Regions from separate parts of the Mus musculus genome. Here all the other regions are linked to region 6. Evidence: chromatin contacts called from public HiChIP or PLAC-seq and promoter capture Hi-C data. All regions are on one chromosome and are shown on one strand. The core of a region is the stretch at or near the end of the contact, and the rest is flanking DNA. Distances in the headings are between cores, read along the strand shown. Region 1 holds the start of Tor1b (torsin family 1, member B). Region 2 holds the start of Prrx2 (paired related homeobox 2). Region 3 overlaps Prrx2 (paired related homeobox 2). Region 4 overlaps Prrx2 (paired related homeobox 2). Region 5 holds the start of Ptges (prostaglandin E synthase). Region 6 holds the start of Ier5l (immediate early response 5-like). Region 7 has its middle 24 kb from the start of Ptges.

Region 1 (2,700 bases), core at 37-2,536, 480 kb after region 6:
TGGGAGGCAGAGGCAGGCGGATTTCTGAGTTCGAGGCCAGCCTGGTCTACAGAGTGAGTTCAAGGACAGCCAGGGCTCCGCAGAGAAACCCTGTCCCAAAAACAAAACAAAACAAAACACCCAAACAAACAAACAAACAAAAAGGAAAAAAGCCTGTGGCTTCAAATTCTATATCAAGTTGATATAATGAAGGCGTGTGGAGGAGTAATCACACATTTCAGACGGGCTGTTTACAAACTCTACTCTTTACATAAACCACACCACTGCTTGTTTTCTGCATGACCAACTTCGTCGGTTTTTGATTAATACCTCTAATCTTCAGCATAGGCAAAGGCTTTCCCTGCCCCACAGTACCTGGACTTTGATGACTCAGTAGTCCTTGTCCCCTTGCTTGCCTCCCCTACAGCCTGTGTGTCCTGAAAGGCAGGACCAACTCTACTCCATGGATGAATTCCCAGCGGGCAACCTGGGGCCCACTGTGTGGTATGCGCATAGACAAATGTCTGTCTCCCTTGTGAATCCCCCACAGGTGTCCCTATGTGCGTTACATCCCTAGTGCTCAGCCCTGTCTCTCTCACAACAAGCACACATTATTGTTGCTATTATTATTATTATTATTTTATTTATTTATGTATTATCTTATATGTATGTGCACGCCTGAGCTTCTGTACAGCACCGTATACGTGGAGGTGCCCACAAAGCTCGGAGGAAAAGTTCTGGAGGTACAGGCAATCATAAGCCACCAGATGTGGATGCTGGGAGCCCAATCTGGGCTTTTGATTTTTATGTGTGCATAATTTTCCAATAATTTTATTATGTTGTGTGTATGATTGTTTTGCTTGCGTGTATGTCTGTGTCCCGTGTGTGTGTGTGCAGTGCTTACAGAGGCCAAAAGAGAGTGGCAGAACCCCTGGAACTGGTTAGAGACCGTCACAAAACAGGAATGTGGGTGCTTGGAAGTGAACCCAGGTCCTCAGGAAGAGCTAGTCAGTGCCCCTAACAACTGATCCATCTCTGCGTTCTCTCCCTCTCTCCGTCTCCTGTGTGTGTGTGTGTGTGTGTGTGTGTGTGTTTGTATAACAAACCAACCAACAAACAAACAGGACCTCTAAAAGATAGGAATGAAATTCCTTTAATGGTCTCTAGAGGGTTTCCTGACACTCACAACGTTGGTGACAATAATCTCCCCGCCCCTTTCCAACAAGGCGGCTTTCTAGCTAAGCGGAAGTGACAGCGCCGTACCGGAAGTTCAGTCCCTGGGACTGAATCCTGCGCTCGGAGCGCAGCCGCACGGTGCTTCCCTGCGTGCGATGAGACGAATCGGAGCGTTTGGGGGCTCCACGGCCCTGTGGGCGCTGCTGGCCGCCCACGTGGCGGGGGCGTTCGAGCCCGTAAGCGTGGGCATCGCCATCGGGGCCGTGTCGGCGCTCACCGGCTACCTGTCCTATACCGATTTCTACTGCCGCTTCACCGAGTGCTGCCATGAGGAACGGCCCCTCAACACGTCGGGTATGTGCCCGCGGGCCGGTCGGGGCGGGCGGGAGGGCACTGGGAGCTTGGCTCCCGCTCCTGCTGGATGCGGCGCCGCGGGAGACACACACGGCCGGGACCTCGCCACACCTTTGCAGGCCTTGCAATGACCACCTGGAGAACTGAACGCAACGGGGCCAGCTGGTGCGCCCCGCCAGGGGGTGCCAGGCGTGGAGCTCCATCCAGAAAGCCCGCCTGTTGCTCTTGCTGTTTGTTTGTTTTTTTTTCGAGCCATCAGGGGTGGCGGGAAAGCTAGCCCGGAGCACAGCCGCCAAATGGTTCTTCCCTGGATGAAAGAATCTGTGTAGCTTGTTTGACATTTAGATGTTAAGGAGAACTGGCACTTAAGGATCTGACTGTAGGTCCTTATGATTCTGGCTCTGATCTGTGAGATCTCTGCATTTTTCATCCCTTCTGGCCCTGCTGGATCAGTCGCTAACTGTGCCTCTGACTCAGGTACTTTTTTAACCTGTGTTTTTCTCTTTGTTCCGGTGCGGGCCTCCGCAGCCCTCAAGCTGGACTTGGAAGAGAAGCTGTTTGGACAGCACCTTGCCACCGAAGTGATTCTCAAGGCATTGACTGGCTTCAGGAACAACAAAAATTCCAAGAAACCATTGACTCTGTCCTTGCACGGCTGGGCTGGCACGGGCAAGAATTTTATCAGCCAGATTGTGGCTGAAAACCTTTATCCAAAAGGCCTGAAGAGTAACTTTGTCCACCTGTTCGTCTCTACTTTGCACTTCCCTCATGAGCAGAAGATAAAGGTGTACCAGGCAAGAAAACCTACCGATTTTTGATCATATGCCTGGGGTACTTTACTCAGTAGCTCTGGCCTCTGCTTTTCTTTCTCTGCCTTGAAGTGCTCCATCTGGCCTCTGCTTTGCTTTCTGCTATTTATTTGACTGAGTTTTACTGTGTAGGTCTGGCAGGCCTGGAACTCACAGAGATCTACCTACCTCTGCCCTCCAAAGGCTGGGATTAAATGCCTAGCCTCTCTTTATTTATACTTTCTGAGACAGTGCCTCATCGTGTAGTCCAGGCTGGCTTTGGTGTTAGGGATCCAGCTTTCTGAGGGCTGAGATCAACAGGCATCTATCAATTTGCCCAGTTTATGGCATGTGGGAGAGAGGGTGGTTTTAGACAGGGTCTAATGTAGCCCAGGTTGGCTTC
Region 2 (2,700 bases), core at 169-2,668, 370 kb after region 6:
CCTCCCATCTTGCTGTAGGAGCCCTGGGATTACAGGTGCCACTGCGATTGGCCTTTACTTGTGACATTGTGTTCACACAGCAAGCATTTCTCCCTTGCCCTCATCTCCACTTCTTTACTCCTCTCAATAATTTATTCGGCAATCAAGGAAACTAGGGTCTCAGATACTTGCTCAAGGTCCAAGCACAGTCTTGATATTAACACAGGAGGCTGGAGCCCGAGCATTGATGTAGGACATCTCTGCTCATCGTGCTCTGAATGGTGACTACATGAGATGAAGGATACCACTGTGGCCACAGCGCTCCCCAGACCCTAATGCAACGTATATAGGCTCTGGACCTCACTTTGCGCAGTAAACAAGAGCTTGGACAGGCCAACTTCAGTCGTTCTCTGAGCACTAAAATGAGCTTTAGCTTTTCCTGGTCTGTCCTGCAAGGGAACAGGAGCTAGATCGTTTCTCAGACCCTTTGCAATATCCCTGTGTCCTTGGCAGAGACTCAGGGTACCCCGGGGTGGGTCAGAGTCTCCAGGGTGGGTCTCGAGACGGTTTCCTGCTGCCCGCCTCTGACACCCTGAAGACCTCCTTGTGTTCTCTTTGGTGCTATGACTTCATGTCTTTCTGGCAGTAGCAAGGGGAGTGAAAATAGTTTTGGGGTAAGACTTGGGGTATTTGGAGCCCTGAAGAGTCTCCGTTCTTCTCACCCGCTGGTTCTCTGGTCTTTCTTGAAAAAGTTACATAAAAGATAGACCTGGTTTGTCTTTCCCTCCGCTGTCATTCATCTATGATCCTTGCTGAGTCTCTTCCTTGTGCACCCCAGAAGCTCGCCCCTTCCTACTTGGTTGGTCCTTAGGAGAACCTATTCTGGGGACAGGCGCATAAGTGTCACCCACTGCAACATGAGAGAAAAGGCCCAGCCTCCATGCCCGAACCTTCCTTTCGGCATGGAGGGAGCGGGGTGGTCCTCGAAAACTTCTCCTTCTTTCCATCAGTGTGGGAACAATGAGGGACAATCTGGGAAGCGTTCAAGGCCGCTCCTGGCTCCGTAGCAAATTCGAGGCTAATCTGCAATATATGAGACCCTGTCTAAGAAGGAGTGGACTGGAGGGGACAGGATCTGTCAACTTTCTTGGGGTGCCCCACCCCCAATATGCAACAAACAGAGGCGGATTCCCCACCCATCACCTCCAGAGACTCTGGTTGAGATATTTAAAGACCCCTCCCCACGGGATTTGGGCACCCCCTAAACTGCTTCTGGGAGTCCGAGGACCCCGGCCTGGCCCCGCCTCCCGCCGGACGGCGCAGGACGCGGGGAGGGGAGCCAGGGGCGAGGTCCGCCCCGACAAGGGGCGTGTGGCCCGGGCCGCTGGCTAGTGAGCGGTCCGCCCGTAGGGGAGGGCAGAAAGTTCGGGTCCCCGACCGACTGACTTGAGATCCGGCACAGTGAGCAGCGGGAGGCGGCGGCGGCCGGCAGAGGCGCGGCCAGGGCATGGACAGCGCGGCCGCCGCCTTCGCCCTAGACCCGCCAGCGCCCGGCCCGGGGCCCCCGCCCGCACCCGGCGATTGCGCCCAGGCGCGCAAGAACTTCTCGGTGAGCCACCTCCTGGACCTGGAGGAGGTGGCGGCTGCTGGGCGCAGGGCTGCGGGGCCCGTTTCGGGGCCCGCCGAGGCGCGGGAGGGAGCGGCGCGCGAACCGTCCGGGGGCAGCAGCGGCAGCGAGGCGGCGCCGCAGGACGGTGAGTGTGCGGCGTGGGAACCGGGCAGGGGCGGCGGGACTCGGACTACAGCACTCCGGGTCCAGGGATCCCTTCCTTAAGTAACTCGGGCTGAGGAGTTCACTGGCTGCAGGATCCACTAGCTCTGGAACTTTTAGTTGGTGGAGTCTTTGGCTTGTGCGACTGTGACTGTGGGATCGGCGGATAATGGGACAACACACACACACACACACACAGAGAGAGAGAGAGAGAGAGAGAGAGAGAGAGAGCTAGCTCCAAGATCCCAGCTACAGAGACCATGGACTGCAGGACTAGTGGACTGTTGAACCCTGGCTGTGGGATCCCTGGGCTGTGGGGACACAGGGTTTGCGAGACTGTGGCTGTGGACCAGAGCAGCTAAAGGAACCCCCTAGCTGCAGGATCTCAGCTGTGGGCACTGGAGGACTGGATTGTTCACAGTGGGAGCCACAATCACAGAAACCACAGTCCAGTGGTGTGGTGAGAGGTGACCTGCTGTTGTTTCAAAAGTCCCTCCTTCAGGGGAGACCCTCTTTGAACCAGATCCACTTACAATCTTGAGGATGTGTGACTTGGGGAAAGCTGGCTTCCCTTGCACTCCATACCAGCCTACCCTCAGAAGCTGGTGCCTTTGCTGCTGGGGGAAACTGAGGCTGTGGAGAGGCCGAGCCACTAAGCCAAACTTAGTCTAGGACCTTCAAACTAAGACAAGTCTTCAGAGGGTTTGTGGGGTGGAGATATCTGCACAACCACGCCCACCAGTTTGGGGTGGAGGATCTCTCAGGACAGCTAGCTAGGCCTATTTCCCCAGCAGAGGTTAAAGGTCATCTGGAAGGGGCTTTAAAAACAACCAGTCCACCCAATACCACCACGCGCGCGCGCGCACACACACACACACACACACACACACACACACACACACACAAAGTCACACAGGATTATAAAGTCCTCAGCTCAGCTTTTCAAAGAA
Region 3 (2,700 bases), core at 179-2,678, 410 kb after region 6:
GGGCAAGTCTTTCTGTCCTGTGGTTCTGGCAAGGTCCAGGGCCATGCAGAGGAGTGGCATTGTTGAGATAGATAGATAGATAGATAGATAGATAGATAGATAGATAGATAGATAGATAGATAGATAGAAAGAATAAAGTAAAAAAAGCTCCTTCCTTGGGCTGGAAATACTCACGTGGTATACTGAGTTACATGTAAGCAAGCACTCATACATATAAATAAAACATAAGATTAATCTTAAAAAATAATGGCTCCCTCCAAGATGGCCAGGAGGGAAAGACAGATTGCTAATTGGGCCACCAGATCTTATAGCTTCCAGAGTTCTGTCTCCTCACCAGTATAGCAGGCTCTGTGGGAGCTGTGAGCCTTGGGAGGGGGTATTGTGGGCCCCCTGGATCTCCAACCCCCTTCCCTGACCTATTCTCACCCAGAAGCGCTTGGTCACAGAGTAGTACTAGGGTACTGGGCACATGTCCCACTCTCAGGAGGGTCACAATCCAGAGAGGAATGTCTATAAATAAATGGTAAACATCCCACGCTGTAGCCTGGGCCATCCTCCTGCCTCAGCACTAGAGGTGTTGGGATTATAGTGGTGTCCACTGGTGAGGCTCTTTTGACCAAGTGCTATGTCTGGAAGCTTGTCTCCTCCCCCAACCCTGCAACCCTGGCCTGGGCTACCCTGAGCTCATCAGGGGAAGTAAGACTAGCCAGACCCACCAACTGGGACCTGTGTTTCCTGTCTCCCCAGCTCCGTGCCTCCCTATAGCCCCGGAGGTTCAAGTCCTGCAACTCCTGGAGTCAACATGGCCAACAGCATCGCCAGCCTTCGCCTCAAGGCCAAAGAGTTCAGCCTACACCACAGCCAGGTGCCCACAGTGAACTGACTGTGCATTGGGTCCAGCTTCCTCCCTGGCCCAATGGCAGACTGCAGCAAAGGCAGTAGCCTTGTCTGTCTCTGTCCTCAGACAAACTGGGCAGCCTCTCCCGTGCCTTTTCTCCATCACAGCTTCCTGAGTTCCAGAGGCCTGTTGGGTGCTGGAAGCAGTTGAACAAGTCACTGCTATGGTGGCTGAGATTGTGGCCTAAGGCCCCTGGAGTGGCCTGGCCAGAAGGCGGAGCTGGAGTCCGCCAAGGAACTCACTTACTTATGTATTAAAACCAAAAAGCTTTTGTCTTTAAGGAATAAAACCATTTTTCGTAAGCTCCACGAGGCTTCAGAAGGGCAAGACGGGTGCTCCCAGAGGGTGCTCCCAGAGGATGCCAGGCAGGACCTGGGTGGCCTGAATTCTAGCCCTCCTGGTAGACAGAAGTCTAACAGCAACACTTGGCCTGGGCTGGCTCATTCGGCAGCCACAGTGGGGCTCGCAGCCTGCACGCCTGACAAGTGCTTTGGGTGTGGTCCTCCTGCAGGAGGAAGGGCAAAAGGCTTCTTTAGGAGTCTTGCTGGATGGTGGCCAGGGCACATCCCTTTCACTCCATGGGGGTGTGGAAGAGGGGTGACCATTCCTAGAGTGTGGAGAGGGGTGCAGGGATTAGACTCTTGCTGCTGAGCATGTGGAAGTGTGGCGTCCACGGAGGGTACCCTAGTTTCTTTTCTAGTTGATGGGACGAAATATGCTGGCAAAAAGCAACTGAAGGGAGAAAGGATTTATATTAGCTCATCATTCCAGGAGACAGCCAGCACTGTGGAGAAGTCAAGGTGCCAGGATCTTGCATCAGCTGGTCACATCCACAGTTAAGAGCAGAGAGGGACACCACATGTATGTTAGAGTCCCCACCCCCAAGCGTAGGGAATGGTGTTGCCCACAATGGGTGGGTCTTCTCACATCTTTTTGTTTGTTTGTTTGTTTTTGGTTTTGTTTTGTTTTTTGAGACAGGGTCTCTCTGTATAGCCCTGGCTGTCCTGGAACTTACTCTGTAGACCAGGCTGGCCTTGAACTCAGAAATCTGCCTGCCTCTGCCTCCCAAGTGCTGGGATTAAAGGCGTGTGCCACCACGCCCGGCTTTCTCACATCATTTAATGTAATCAAGACAGTCTGCCACAGTCTGCCACAGGCAACCTGATCCAGAAAACACCTCATGAGACTTTTCTCCGTAGGTGATTCCATATTATATCAAGTTGATAATTTAAACTGAGCATTACGTGGCTAGAAAGACGGCTCTGTAGTTAAGATCACTTGTTGCTCTTCCAGAGGAGCTGAGTTTAATTCCCAGAACACACTGAGCTGCTTACAATCTTCCATCATTCCAGCTCCAGGAGACCCAATGCTCTCTTCAGACTTCTGTGGGCATCTGAACTCATTTGACATATGCAAAAGAGATACACAGTCTTTTCTTTTTCAATTATTTTATCATTTATTTACACTCCAGTCATTGCTCCCCTCCCGATCCCCCCTTCCACTGTTCCTCATCCCATTCCTCCTCCCCCTTGCCTCTGAGAGGGTGCTCCCATCCAGGCTTCCCCCTTCCCTGGAACCTCAAGTCTCTCAAGGATTAAGTACATCTTCTCCCACTGAGGCCAGACCATGCAGACCTCTGCTATATATGTGCTGGCTGCCTCAGACCAGCCCATATACGCTACCTGGTTGGTGGCTCAGTATCTGAGAGATCTCAGTTGTCTGGGTTAATTGAAACTGCTGGTCTTCCTATGGGGTCACCCTCCCGTTCAGCTTCTTCAGTCTTTCCCCTAATTCAACCATAG
Region 4 (2,700 bases), core at 112-2,611, 390 kb after region 6:
ACATAAAGTGGCCTTTCTGGAGAGCCAGGATGAGGAGGTGACAGATAAGTTGATGAATGGTCCCTGATGGCCAGCTGCCCCAGCCCCAGCCTGTCTCTGTCTCTTTGTCTCTGTCTCTCTGTCTCTTAGTCTCTGTCTCTTTGTCTCTGTCTCTCTTTCACATACAGACACACACACACCCTCCATGCCCCCTCCCACTTCCACTTCTTAGAATAGTGGTCAAGAGAACGTGACTCCTGACCCGCCCATCCCCTGCAGGTGGATTAACTGAGAGTAAAACTGTCTGTACGGGTCTCAGGGCAGGGCATTAACCTCCCATGGGAGAGCACCTTCCCTCCTCACAAGTCTGCAAATTGGTTTTGTTCTACAATCCAGACTTTCTCATTCCTGGGTGAGCAAGTCTCCCAAGTGGGTTTGGGGGTGAATGAATGGGGCCGGGTTCTTCTGTTCTGCCAGTGTGCAGCTCAGAAAAAGGTGAGTGCTGGCTTTGATGTGGCCCCACCTCCTTAGAAAGCCCCTCTGTAGAAAAACTGCAGGAGCCAGAGACAAGAAGCCCTCGCAGTGTGCAAGCACATATGTGTCGTTGTGAGCAGCCAGAGGTGCCAGGACTGCCACTCAGTAGCCCGTTGTAGCTAACTGCAATCTATCACCAGATACTGGAGTGTGACAGACTGCCCCTAAAGATCATAGTCTCGTCTACAGACCAACTAGGCTCTTCCTTTGATGCCCAGAAAGGCCTTTGTAGGGCAGGGCAGCTCTCAGGCACACCAAAGAACCTGGTTGTTCTCTGGAGCTCTGCTGGCGAATGGATGGAGTTTGGTCACCCACGATCCTGGAGCATCCCACAAAACCTCACATCCTCTAGGCGCAAGGTCTAAGGGTCCCGGAGAAGGAGGGGCTGCATGACTGCTACTTTGGGGTGACAGGGTGTCTTACAGCCGAGGATGGGGTCTAGCCCAGTGCCTTCTCTGCTGTGCCATTTCTCCATAGGACCTCCCAGCCTCAGTTTCCCTTCCTGGGCCGTGGTGGGGGATGGGGATGGTGACGGTAGTACCCGGGATGCGACAGGGCAGGGCGCGCCAGGCTGTTAACGGTGTCTGGGCCGCGGGGCTGCGGCGAGGCCGGCGCCAGGGCCGCGCCTGGAACCAGATGTGGCGGCGCCGCCCTGGCCGCCCCGGCGGCTCGCACGCTCGGCCTGGCGCACACATGGCAGGCGTCTGAGGGCGCGGTCCCCGGGGTCCTGCGACCCCAGGCCGGAGTGACGAGAACAGGACTCGGGACCGGCTGAGAGAAGGGGCATCCCAAAAGCCAGCCCTCAGCCGTTCCTGCTCCTTGCGTGCTGAGGACCCTCCCGCCCCCAGAGTTTGTTTGCTTAAATCCTGCATAAGCTGTTTTAAAGCTGAGTCATCTTAGGGGCTGCCAGTTGGGAAGGGGAGGAGAAAAGGGGGTGCGGCTTTGAAACCCCGATTCTGCCATGGGCTTGTCTGTCATCCACCAGACCAGAACAAGGGATCTCATTGAGGCCTGGCCCAGCGACACACCTGCAGCCCCAACTCTGATGTCCCCATTCCAGCTTTGCGATGGTCTCTGGGCTTCCAAGTGTGACCTACTATGTCCTAGGTTGGTAGAGGAGAGAAGAAAACAATGTGGGTAAAACCCATCTCCGGGGAGGCCAGGCTAGCCCAGGTTGGCTCCTGAAGAGGTGCTTGCCTTGTTCTTAGGGGAGGGAAGTGGGTGTGGTTTGCATCCTTTCTGTTGAGTGGTTGGGAAAGAGTGGTCCAGCTCTGAGGAGACTCCAAGCTCCCTGGTTCTGATGTAGGAGAGAAAGGAGGGCTGCCTATCCCTACCCAACAAGCCAATTGCTTTTTTATTTATTTATTTATTTATTTATTTATTTATTTATTTATTTATTTGTCCACACACCAGAAGAGGGCCATTACAGATGGCTGTGAGCCACCATGTGGTTACTGGGAATTGAACTCAGGACCTCTGGAAGAGCAGTCAGTGCTCTTAACCACTGAGCCATCTCTCCAGACCAAACCAATTGCTTCTTGATGCTGTTGGGTGGAGACACCCCAGGCGTTTGCAGAGGCCAAGTAGCCAGGGCTGGGGACAGTCCAAACTCCAAGAACTCCAGCAACCCCTAAACCTCTTCCAAAACCTTAGAGGACGACTCATAAGCCCACTTCTCAGAGAAACTGAGATCCAAAGAACAGGGGTGGAGGCAGAGAGGGAACAATGGTTTAGAGATAGAATCCAATTTGTGCCTGAAGGCTCTGGGGACTAGGTGCTTAGCATCAAACTTCAGAAAATCAGTGAAGCTGGTGGACTTGCCCTGTGTATGTGCATGTGTGTGTGTGTGTGAGTGTCCATGTGTGCATGTGTGTATGTGCATGTATGTGCATGAGCATGCACATGCATGCATGTGTCTGTGTGCACATGTGTGTTTGTGCATATATGTGTGTGAACATGCACATGTATGCATGTGTGTGTTCCTGCATTTCCACTCCTTTGTGTGTGTGTTCCTGCATTTCTACTCCTTTCGCCATGAAGTATCATAGGAAGGAGGGAGCTGATCTCTGAGATGCTAAGAGATACCTAGGAGCGAGACCTCTGTGTTCCTGGCACCCTTTTCTCTGCAAATTCCAAGTTAGAAACAGCCATTTAGAGAGGGCAGTTAAAGTAACTTGCCTAAGACAT
Region 5 (2,700 bases), core at 7-2,506, 430 kb after region 6:
AATAGAGGAGCCCAGGGCCCAAAGCAGAGAAGGCTTTCCTCCACCCCTGCATCTCCCATGGGGAGAGGAGCCCTAGAGGAAGTCAGGCTCGGGAGCCAGAGTTAACTTCAAAGGGGATGGAAGGATCCCATAGTAGGCAGACCTCTCCTTAACTCACTGGAAAACCAGGGTAAGCTAACTCCTACTGCCTTCCTGGTGGTGACTTAGTGCTCAACTTTGGGGGCCCTACAGAAGGGACAAGAACAGAATGTAGCTATCTCTCCCTGGCATCTGTGTCCCAGGACAAACCAAAGCAGAAGAATGAGAGACAGTCAGTCAGTCAGGGGTGGCCCTGCCTTCATTCCTGTCAGTACCTGCCCCAGGCAGGGGCTGAACCTGGCAGGAGGGCAAGCGGCCCACCCCGTCCCATCCCCGTACTCCGAGTCCCTCGCCTCTGGGCTGGACAGATGTTGGTTTAGGGGGAAGTGTCTGTAAAGGGCAGATGATTCACTGCTTCTACTTTCTAGGCGCTTCCAATGGACCCCTAGAAGGGGTCTGGGAGCCCTGGCCACTCCCACCAGCTCCACGTAGGTTCTTTTACTTTGGTTTCTTTGCCGGGACTGGGACCAGAGAATGTCTGTGGTCCCTCAAGGCACCCTCTAGGGTGCCACAAGTGTGTGCGGCGTCCATGGGGAGTGGGAATTTCCACGGAAAGACTTCTTAGGCTCCTGCGTTGCGGGTTCCCACTCCACCCAGATATGAGATCTCCCTGCCTGCCGGGAAACTGCCAGGTCCAGACACCTCTCGCTGTCAAGAGTCCCTGTGCTCCACTCGCAAGGGAGCCCCCCAGTACTCTCAAACCAAGAGGGTTCAGGAGCTGAAGGCTAAGCCAGCTCCCAGAAGGGCTGTGGTGGCGGCAGCCTTGAAGCAGCTCCCACCGCACGCCGGCATACACATCTCGGCCACGTTTTTTCAGTCCCTAGACTTTTCTTGCAGGGAAAAGCCAGCAGAGTGCTGATCCCCTTCTCCTCCAGCGCCCCCCCCCCCCCCCACTCCACCAGCGAACGTACCTTCTTCCGCAGCCTCATCTGGCCTGTGATGACAGCCACCGCGTACATCTTGATGACCAGCAGTGTGCTGCAGAGCAGAAAGGCCGGGAGCACCTGGCCGCTCTCCATCACCAGGCCCGGGGAAGGCATCTCGGCTAGCCGGCCTGGACTTCAACTCGGGGACACCGGGACTGAGAGTGAGACTGTCCCACAGGCGGCTTATGGAGAGGAGGAGGCGGGCCAAGTCCTGAGTAGGCGGTCACCCCCGCCCACTCCCCGCCCACCCTGATCACCCGCAGCAGGCCCCCTGCTCAAGTCAAGAAGGAACCCAGAGACTTCTGCTCCAAGTGTCCGGGTGGGGGGTGGGAAGCAGAGGAATGGAGGTGTCCCACGCCATCCTTGGCTCAGGACCATTGTTCTTTTGAAAGCCTCAGACTACATAGAGTGTTTTCTCACTTAACATCAGGTCTCCGACCCCAGTCTGCATATCACTGACCCATGCCCACCTTCCGAAAGAGCGTGAGAACCAGGGCATTTATGCTAATGTGTGGCCGCTGTAATGCTGGACATGCAGCCATGGAGGTGGGTTGTCTCTGCAAGATGGAAGGTGAGGAGACAGATCCTTCTGCCATCCTCTAACAGGACACAGACCCCCAATTACCAATTCGTGTGTGTGTGTGTGTGTGTGTGTGTGTGTGTGTGTGTATTTGCATATGGGTGGGGATATTCACGTGTGTGCACCTTTGCGTGGAAGCCAGTAGCTGCTGTCACATGACTTTCTCAATGTCCATCTTAATTTTTAATTTCTTTTAAAATTATGTTTATTTATTTATTGTGTGCCACAGTACCTGTATGAAAGTCAGAAGATAACTTGCTGATGATGGTTTTGTTCTGCCATGTGAGTCACATTCAGGTCTCACTAGCCTAAGCACCTAACTTTTCTCTTTTCCTTTTTTGAGAGAGAGAGAGAGAACCTCACTATCTACCCCCCATGGCCTGGAACTCAGAGAGCTCCCTGCTTTGGCCCTTCCAGTGCTGCGACGAAGGGCATGCACCAGTACAGCCTGGCCCTGTTACATTTTGAGGTCTGATCTTCCACTGCTCCAGAGCTCATCATTCTGCCAGCCTGACGGGCCAGTGAGCTCCGAGCATCCCCCTGCCTCTGCTGCCAGCAAATTACAAATACACACCTTCCCTGCTCGCTCCCTTCGTCAGTCAGCTAGATCGTAAAGAACAGTAATCAGGCCAAAGGAACATCACCATCAGCCTGCCATGCATGCCTCAAAGCAAGAGATCTAGGGGCAACTAGCCTGAACCCCACTCGGCTGTAAACTTAGCCAGTCCTTAGAGCACCAATGTAGCTCTGGGCTCTGATCCAATTTCCCTAGCTATAAAATGAAACTGACTATCTTGTCTCTCTCTCTCTCTCTCTCTCTCTCTCTCTCTCTCACACACACACACACACACACACACACACCATAGCAGTTGCTGGAACTATAAGGGTCTTGGTTGGAGATATATGTCCGGCCATCCTTGGTTACATAGTGAACGTGAGGCCAGCCTAGGATATATTAAATAAACCCTGTCTCAAAAGTCAGGGCTGATGAGATGGCTCAGTAGGGAAAGGTACACTCCACCAGCTTGAATAGGTGAGATTCTCTCCCAGATCTAC
Region 6 (2,700 bases), core at 176-2,675:
CATGCCCTCGGGGGTCCCTAGAAGGCGACAATGGCTCGAGTCCAGGCGCCGAGGCTGGCGAGCGCCTGCTTGGCGCACAGCTGCCCGTTGAGCGGCGGCGGCTGCTCCGAGGAGTCCGGCTGTCGGCTCACCAGCCCCGAGAAGCCCGAGCCAAAGATGGAGATCAAGTTTGAGATGTTGGACGCGTCCGGGGACGAGTCCGGGCAGAAGTCCTCGAAGCGGGCGCGCTTACAGGGGGCGAATGGGGTACCCCCGGGGGGCTCGGCTCCCAGGTCGCCCGCGTCCTCTTCGTCGTCCTCTTCCTCCTGGCCAGGGTAATACTTGCGCTTGCAACCAGCGGCGGACGCCAGACCGGGTCCCGGAGCGCCCTGGCCACAGCAGGGGCAGTGGGCGGAGGCGCAGCAGTCCTGGTGCAAGTAGCCGTTTTCTACCGTGGTCACCACGTGAGTGTCCAGGTCCAGCACGGTGGTCTGGCTGCTGCAGTGCACGCCGAAGTCCGAGGGGGCCGGGTACGCGCCCCGGTAGAAGCCAGTGGATGAGGAAGGGGCTGTAGAGGCGGGCGGAGAGGAGGCAGCGACGGTCGAAGGGGCAGCCCCCGGAAGCACCGAGGGCGCAGAGCAAGCGGCCGGGACGCGAGGGTCCCGCGGGCAGAGCGCGGCGGGCGCGGGCGGCGGCAGCGGCGCGGGACCCGGCTGCAGCGGCTCCAAGTGCTGCCCGCGGTGGGGCGCGCCGTGCGGCGGCTGGAGCGCAGCGCACCCGGGCAGCTCCGAGAGCGCCCCCGCGCAGCCCGCGGGCGCCCCGGCCACCGCCACCGGCGCCGCCGCCGTGCAGCCCCTGGGCGCCGGGTGTTGGTGTTGGTGCAGCTGCTGCTGGAGGTGCAGCTGGTGAAGCTGGTGGAGCTGGTGCAGCTGGTGCCGGGCAACCGGCTCGCGCGCCTCCGCGTCCCCGCCGCCGCCAAGTTGGAGCGGGCCGAAGTCGGCCGCGCTGGCCGGCATTCCGGGCGCCGCGTAAGCGAGGTGCTGGTGCTGGTGGTGGGGCGGCTGCTGTTGCTGCTGCTGCTGCTGGCGCCGGTAGAGCTCGGCGTAACGCTCGCTCAGGTAGAGCTGGCGCGCGTTGCGGAGCACGTAGGACACCAGGAGGTTCTTGTGCAGCTTGATGCCGCCGCGCTGGGTCCGGGAGCTGTGGATCTTGCGCAGGGAGATGCTGATCAGGCTCTGGGCGTCCAGGGCGCACTCCATGCTCCCGCGGAGACGCGGGCGGCGGAGCAGCCGCCTCTGGTGCTGCGAATGCTGCTCCTTGCGTGTGTCTCCAGTTGGTCGCCCGGGCGAGCCAGGCACAGGGAACCGAGCCCGGGTCGGCGGGTCGGCGACACTCCGAGAGAAGTCGCCACCATGCGTTGCGCGCCACCCGCAGGCTCACGCTCCCCAGACGGCGCCAAAGCAATGAGCCTCCGCCGGCCCCGGCCCCAACTATTTAGCTGGGCAGCAGCGCCCCGCCCCACTGTAGATTAGCCAATAGAAGCGTGTAGAGCCTTCCGACTGACAGCCACTGCCCTCCCCGGGACCACTTGACTGGCCAATCAGACCAAGGCGGTTCCTTTGTGCTATTCAAATAACGAACGGACCCCGGGCCTCCAACGCCGCCGTTGCCTCGAATGTTCTCCTGGGGCCGCGGCACCTCGTGGGACTAGGAGCCTCCGAGGTAGTCTCTCTCAGCTTTGGGTCGCCTCTTGGGAGCCACGTCGAAATTCGTAGCTTTCCTGGACGTGGCTCCTGCGAGCTGGGGGTCGGCTCACCTGAGCGCAGCGGAGATGGCTCCGCCCCCTTCCGCATGGTTGGGCCTCACCTGCGGCAGGTGCGCGCGGTTCCCCCGCTTCGAGCCACGCGGCGCCTCCTCTTTTCCACCTGCCACGGCCGGGGGCAACCTGGGCGAGCTGAGCCTTCTTCCAAGAAAAGCTGAGTGGGGGGCGCACCTGAGAACTAGAGTGCTGTCTTGGAAGAGAGGGTTTGGGGCCTGATTACCTGATGTGTTAGCCCAGGGGCCTCTGGGAATGGTCACGGAAGGGCCTCTCTTTCTGTTTGACTCAAATCCCAGTGATTTTTGATCTCTAGTAGAGAAGCTTTGTGATCGTGAGACTGCCTGGGTGGGGGGTGGGGGTGGGGGTTTGGGCTATGAACCCGCCCCAAGCTTCCTCCTCTTTTGGGAGACCTCTTCTTTCCTGACTTAATATCAATGACAATAGAAGCCCTAAGTGCCTAGCTTGGATCTCTTACCAGAAAAGTCTGAATTTCTCCCTTTAAGGTTCTTGGAGGCCAAGCTTGAGACCGCTTGAGTGGAGCAACCTGTTAAGTTTTGGTCCTTACCCTGAGCCCCAGGAGTACCCAGGCCAAGGACTTCTCCACTTTTAGATTCTTATTCTGAGTTATCTACTGACCAATTGAGGACAGAGAGCAGAAAAGAGAGAAGATGCCTGAGAGTCCCCTTGTACTGAGAAGCTTAAAGAGAGTAAGAGGGCAAGGGTGGGTGTGGGGGGCCCAAGATGCCAGCCGCAAGCCTCATCCACCGCGTTTAAGGTTCCTTTTAGTACTTAGGTCAGAAAATTGGCCCAGGCAGAGTCCAGGGCTGGGCCCTTGAGTGGGACTGGGGGATGGGGGGGGGGGAGTGGGGCTCTTCTGAAACCCTCTGTCTTTGGACCCTCTC
Region 7 (2,700 bases), core at 38-2,537, 450 kb after region 6:
CACGTCTGACTTGTGATGGCCATCATGGGCAGAGCAGGGCTCTGTAATGACAAACTGAGGCTCCTCAAATGCCCATCAGCAATAACTGTGCCAGCTGGAAGGTGTTTCCGTGTGAAACATTATTTTCCTCTGACTATACTATACATTAAATCGATATTTTTATTTACTTTATGGGGGAGGGGTGAGTGCCACAGCTGGAGTATGGAAGGCAGAGGACAGCTTGCAGGAATCAGTTCTCTCCTTCCAGCATGTGGGTCCCAGGGTCAAACTCAAGCTGTTGGGTTTGAGTTGGCTGAGAAGCAAGAAGGAGCCCATGTCGGATCCAACATCTAGTTCCTATATAGTGTGCCTCTCTGAGCCTCAGCTTCTGTCTATAAAACATGCATGAAAGTAGCTGGCCTCTCACTCTCGTGGGATGTTCCAGGCTCTGCAGGAGTTGTGAGTGTCCTAAGGGTTAGTTATTGTTGCTGTTGCTGTTGGTGTGTGTGTGTGTGTGTGTGTGTACATGTCTGTGCACATGCCTGGTGTGTACATGCACGCAGAGGCCAGGGGCTGAAGTTGAATTTTCCGTGCCTATATCTAGCTGAGTGTGTGCCACATGTGTGGGTGCTTGCTGGGGGTATACAGTCCACTGGAGCTGGAGGTACAGGCGGTCGTGACCCTCCGGCCAAACCCAGGGCCTGTGTAACAGCGGTAAAAGTGCTCTCGCCCATCAGCCACCACTCCAGCTCTTCCACGTTATTGTTTGAGACAAGGACTCTCACTGAGCCTGGAGCTCTCTGATTTGAGGCTGGCTGGCTGGAGCTCCGGGGATCCCCAGGCATCTGTCTGTCTTCCCCTTCTTAGTGCTGGGGTTCCAGCCACGCACCATCACACTGGTTTTACACACGGCCCCTGGGGATCTAATTCGGATCCTCAGGCCTGTGTGGCAAGCCCTTTACTCCACACTCTGCTGTTGCTATTTTAAGAACTGAGATTCAACTAGGCCATGTTCCTTCCTGAGGCTAAGCTCTTACACAGAGGATGAGCTTGTATCCAATCTAGCCAGCCACAGGGGGCCGGAAATGAGTCCCCCAACACTTACCTAGCATCAACAAACACTCAGCAGCCGCTGAGACACTCAGGAAGTTGGCTCATTTGCAAATGTCCCTACATTTCAAATCTTTAGCAGCAAGCCAGAGGAGGGAAATTTGGTGGTGGTGGTGGGGGGAGTTACACAACGCCTCACTCCCCAAGCTGGGTGAGGCTGGTGCCCTTCCCACAGGGTCATCCGGGGAACACACACAGTCAGAACTGATAGAGGCCAAAGGGCTGGGAACACATGTGTGATGCGCGTGATCACCCACAACAGTGCAGTAGTAGGGAAGAAGACAGAGAAGGCTTCAGAGCTCTCCCAAAACCTGGCTAACAGGCAGGCAGCCAAACCATATACTGGACAAGGCCCAGAACTCAGGCCTCTGCCATGTCCCTATGACACATCATTTCTTTTATATACCCAGATGGACATATGTTTCCCCAGACCAGCAGCCATGAGGAATTGTCCCTGTAAGGACTCATGCTCCTGTCACCGTGGTGCAGCTGATTGGACAGCAGAGAGCACCTGGTCACAGGTAGCAGTGGGTACCTATGGCAGCACCCAGTGCTCCTCTGAAGCCCTGATGGGAAGGTAGGCGGGATGGGCCCAAATAGACCACGAGGAACTAGAGCTGTGAGCAGCTGGTACAGAGACACGGCTCAGCGGGAAAGAGCACTGCCTTGCTTGCAGAGGACCTAAGTTCAGTTCCCTGAGCCCACATGATGACTCAAACATCCCCTAACTCCAGTCCCAGGGAAATCTGACACCCTCTTCTGGTCTCTGTGGGCACTTTATACATGATGTGCACGTTCAGACAAGTACGCACACACACACACACACACACACACACACACACACACACACACACACACACACAAATAAAAATAAATTTTAAATGGAAAGACATGAACTCACAAACGACTCTGGAAAACTGCTTTTAACGCTGACTGGCTCACCTGCCTGCAATACCGTGAATGCCCACTAGAGGTCTGCTTATCCTGGCGGTCTCATGGACTCTCTGCCCCAGCCATAGCAGAGCAGCTGTCAGCCTTCACAAACCAGAGAGGCTCAGACTCTTCCACCCCCGGGCTTGGAGACCATACTTTCTCTGGGTACCTTAGGGTTTTAAGACATTCTGTGTGTGTGGCTCCCCATCGCCTAACTCCACTCCACGGTGTCTCAAGACCCCACCCCTTCCCAGCCCAGTGTCTCAGTGACAACCAGATGAGCCCCTGGCTGCCAGCAGGCCTCTCATTGCACTTGGGACCAGGCTCTTCCTCAGATATGGTTCTGGCCACAGAAGCCACCACGGGCGATGTATGAACCATTGTAAGCCTGTTGGTAGCAGCAGAGAAAAGAGCCACTTTCTACACCAGAGAAGGGACCAACCAGACAGAGAGACTTGGATTAAAGGTGCGTACCACCAGGCTGGTTTCACTTTAAGGTTTTATTAGTTTGTTTTGTTTTTCAGGTAGAACTCCCCAGCTAGCCCTTGAACTTGCATTGTGGTCAAGGATGACCTTGAACCTCTGTCTCTCCCTCCCAAGTACTAGGGTTACAAGCATGCGACACTTTATGAGGTGCTGGGGTGAAACTCAGGGCTACAGATATGCTAGGCCAGCGCT

What was found. Promoter capture Hi-C pulls out the DNA fragments that hold promoters and counts their contacts. HiChIP or PLAC-seq counts read pairs in DNA pulled down with a chosen protein or histone mark.
Region 1: a promoter capture Hi-C map of hematopoietic stem and progenitor cells shows a contact between it and region 6, with 4 times the contacts expected there. The contact joins the promoter of Tor1b here to the promoter of Ier5l in region 6. A contact is called at or near these places in 23 of 39 promoter capture datasets (the 3T3-L1 cell line, 3T3-L1-derived adipocytes, the C10 cell line and 15 more), 1 of 15 datasets of contacts at CTCF or cohesin (the NIH/3T3 cell line), 2 of 484 Hi-C or Micro-C datasets (embryonic fibroblasts and stem cell-derived neural stem cells), 20 of 115 datasets of contacts at active chromatin or transcription factors (astrocytes, bone marrow-derived macrophages, craniofacial prominence and 14 more) and 5 of 9 other capture datasets (adipose tissue, embryonic stem cells, liver and 2 more).
Region 2: an H3K4me3 HiChIP or PLAC-seq map of embryonic stem cells shows a contact between it and region 6, with 23 read pairs. The contact joins the promoter of Prrx2 here to the promoter of Ier5l in region 6. A contact is called at or near these places in 13 of 39 promoter capture datasets (the C10 cell line, the HPC-7 cell line, cranial neural crest and 8 more), 1 of 15 datasets of contacts at CTCF or cohesin (the NIH/3T3 cell line), 7 of 484 Hi-C or Micro-C datasets (the G1E-ER4 cell line, bone marrow-derived macrophages, cardiomyocytes and 4 more), 21 of 115 datasets of contacts at active chromatin or transcription factors (the NIH/3T3 cell line, craniofacial prominence, embryonic basal ganglia and 14 more) and 4 of 9 other capture datasets (adipose tissue, embryonic stem cells, liver and 1 more).
Region 3: an H3K4me3 HiChIP or PLAC-seq map of embryonic stem cells shows a contact between it and region 6, with 2.7 times the contacts expected there. The contact joins the enhancer-like site here to the promoter of Ier5l in region 6. A contact is called at or near these places in 10 of 39 promoter capture datasets (cranial neural crest, embryonic stem cells, frontonasal cranial neural crest and 4 more), 1 of 484 Hi-C or Micro-C datasets (embryonic stem cells), 20 of 115 datasets of contacts at active chromatin or transcription factors (SST interneurons, bone marrow-derived macrophages, craniofacial prominence and 12 more) and 2 of 9 other capture datasets (embryonic stem cells and liver).
Region 4: an H3K4me3 HiChIP or PLAC-seq map of embryonic limb bud shows a contact between it and region 6, with 7 times the contacts expected there. The contact joins the enhancer-like site here to the promoter of Ier5l in region 6. A contact is called at or near these places in 9 of 39 promoter capture datasets (the C10 cell line, cranial neural crest, embryonic stem cells and 4 more), 1 of 484 Hi-C or Micro-C datasets (bone marrow-derived macrophages) and 14 of 115 datasets of contacts at active chromatin or transcription factors (embryonic basal ganglia, embryonic forebrain, embryonic limb bud and 9 more).
Region 5: a FOXA1 HiChIP or PLAC-seq map of pancreatic cancer cells shows a contact between it and region 6. The contact joins the promoter of Ptges here to the promoter of Ier5l in region 6. A contact is called at or near these places in 9 of 39 promoter capture datasets (the 3T3-L1 cell line, the C10 cell line, cranial neural crest and 5 more), 3 of 484 Hi-C or Micro-C datasets (the G1E-ER4 cell line, bone marrow-derived macrophages and embryonic stem cells), 21 of 115 datasets of contacts at active chromatin or transcription factors (SST interneurons, VIP interneurons, bone marrow-derived macrophages and 12 more) and 2 of 9 other capture datasets (embryonic stem cells and liver).
Region 7: an H3K4me3 HiChIP or PLAC-seq map of embryonic stem cells shows a contact between it and region 6, with 15 read pairs. The contact joins the enhancer-like site here to the promoter of Ier5l in region 6. A contact is called at or near these places in 20 of 39 promoter capture datasets (the 3T3-L1 cell line, 3T3-L1-derived adipocytes, the C10 cell line and 14 more), 3 of 15 datasets of contacts at CTCF or cohesin (the NIH/3T3 cell line, embryonic stem cells and large pre-B cells), 17 of 484 Hi-C or Micro-C datasets (the HL-1 cell line, embryonic fibroblasts, embryonic stem cells and 8 more), 36 of 115 datasets of contacts at active chromatin or transcription factors (SST interneurons, Th17 cells, bone marrow-derived dendritic cells and 21 more) and 2 of 9 other capture datasets (adipose tissue and embryonic stem cells).

The regions. Positions count from the first base shown.
Region 1 is chr2:30,951,715-30,954,414 of GRCm38.p6, forward strand. It overlaps Tor1b (torsin family 1, member B), which reads left to right and starts at 1,287. Exons shown (of 5, transcript NM_133673.3): 1 at 1,287-1,509; 2 at 2,038-2,303. The coding sequence starts at 1,311.
Region 2 is chr2:30,843,949-30,846,648 of GRCm38.p6, forward strand. It overlaps Prrx2 (paired related homeobox 2), which reads left to right and starts at 1,419. Exons shown (of 4, transcript NM_009116.2): 1 at 1,419-1,733. The coding sequence starts at 1,487.
Region 3 is chr2:30,880,048-30,882,747 of GRCm38.p6, forward strand. It overlaps Prrx2 (paired related homeobox 2), which reads left to right. Exons shown (of 4, transcript NM_009116.2): 4 at 748-1,200. The coding sequence ends at 883. Among named protein-coding and RNA genes, the nearest start is that of Gm52550, 22 kb to the right of the region's middle. Within about 2 kb of position 1,429, at least 4 of the 459 cell types and tissues checked have an H3K27ac peak or open chromatin away from gene starts, as enhancers often do. A contact at or near this core is called in embryonic stem cells, where this site is marked.
Region 4 is chr2:30,863,905-30,866,604 of GRCm38.p6, forward strand. All of the region lies in intron 1 of Prrx2 (paired related homeobox 2), which reads left to right. Among named protein-coding and RNA genes, the nearest start is that of Prrx2, 20 kb to the left of the region's middle. Within about 2 kb of position 1,362, at least 100 of the 459 cell types and tissues checked have an H3K27ac peak or open chromatin away from gene starts, as enhancers often do. A contact at or near this core is called in embryonic limb bud, embryonic stem cells, fibro-adipogenic progenitors and 2 more, where this site is marked.
Region 5 is chr2:30,902,041-30,904,740 of GRCm38.p6, forward strand. Ptges (prostaglandin E synthase) reads right to left here and starts at 1,257. Exons shown (of 3, transcript NM_022415.3): 1 at 1,050-1,257. The coding sequence starts at 1,178. It overlaps Gm52550 (a long non-coding RNA gene), which reads left to right and starts at 1,215. Exons shown (of 3, transcript XR_003954020.1): 1 at 1,215-1,279; 2 at 1,495-1,610; 3 at 1,988-2,434.
Region 6 is chr2:30,472,774-30,475,473 of GRCm38.p6, forward strand. It overlaps Ier5l (immediate early response 5-like), which reads right to left and starts at 1,426. Exons shown (of 1, transcript NM_030244.3): 1 at 1-1,426. The coding sequence starts at 1,238. The coding sequence ends at 18. Gm31291 (a long non-coding RNA gene) reads left to right here and starts at 1,535. Exons shown (of 7, transcript XR_003954013.1): 1 at 1,535-1,701; 2 at 2,302-2,505.
Region 7 is chr2:30,926,309-30,929,008 of GRCm38.p6, forward strand. It overlaps a transcript of Ptges not described here. Among named protein-coding and RNA genes, the nearest start is that of Ptges, 24 kb to the left of the region's middle. Within about 2 kb of position 1,288, at least 92 of the 459 cell types and tissues checked have an H3K27ac peak or open chromatin away from gene starts, as enhancers often do. A contact at or near this core is called in 3T3-L1-derived adipocytes, the HL-1 cell line, the NIH/3T3 cell line and 11 more, where this site is marked.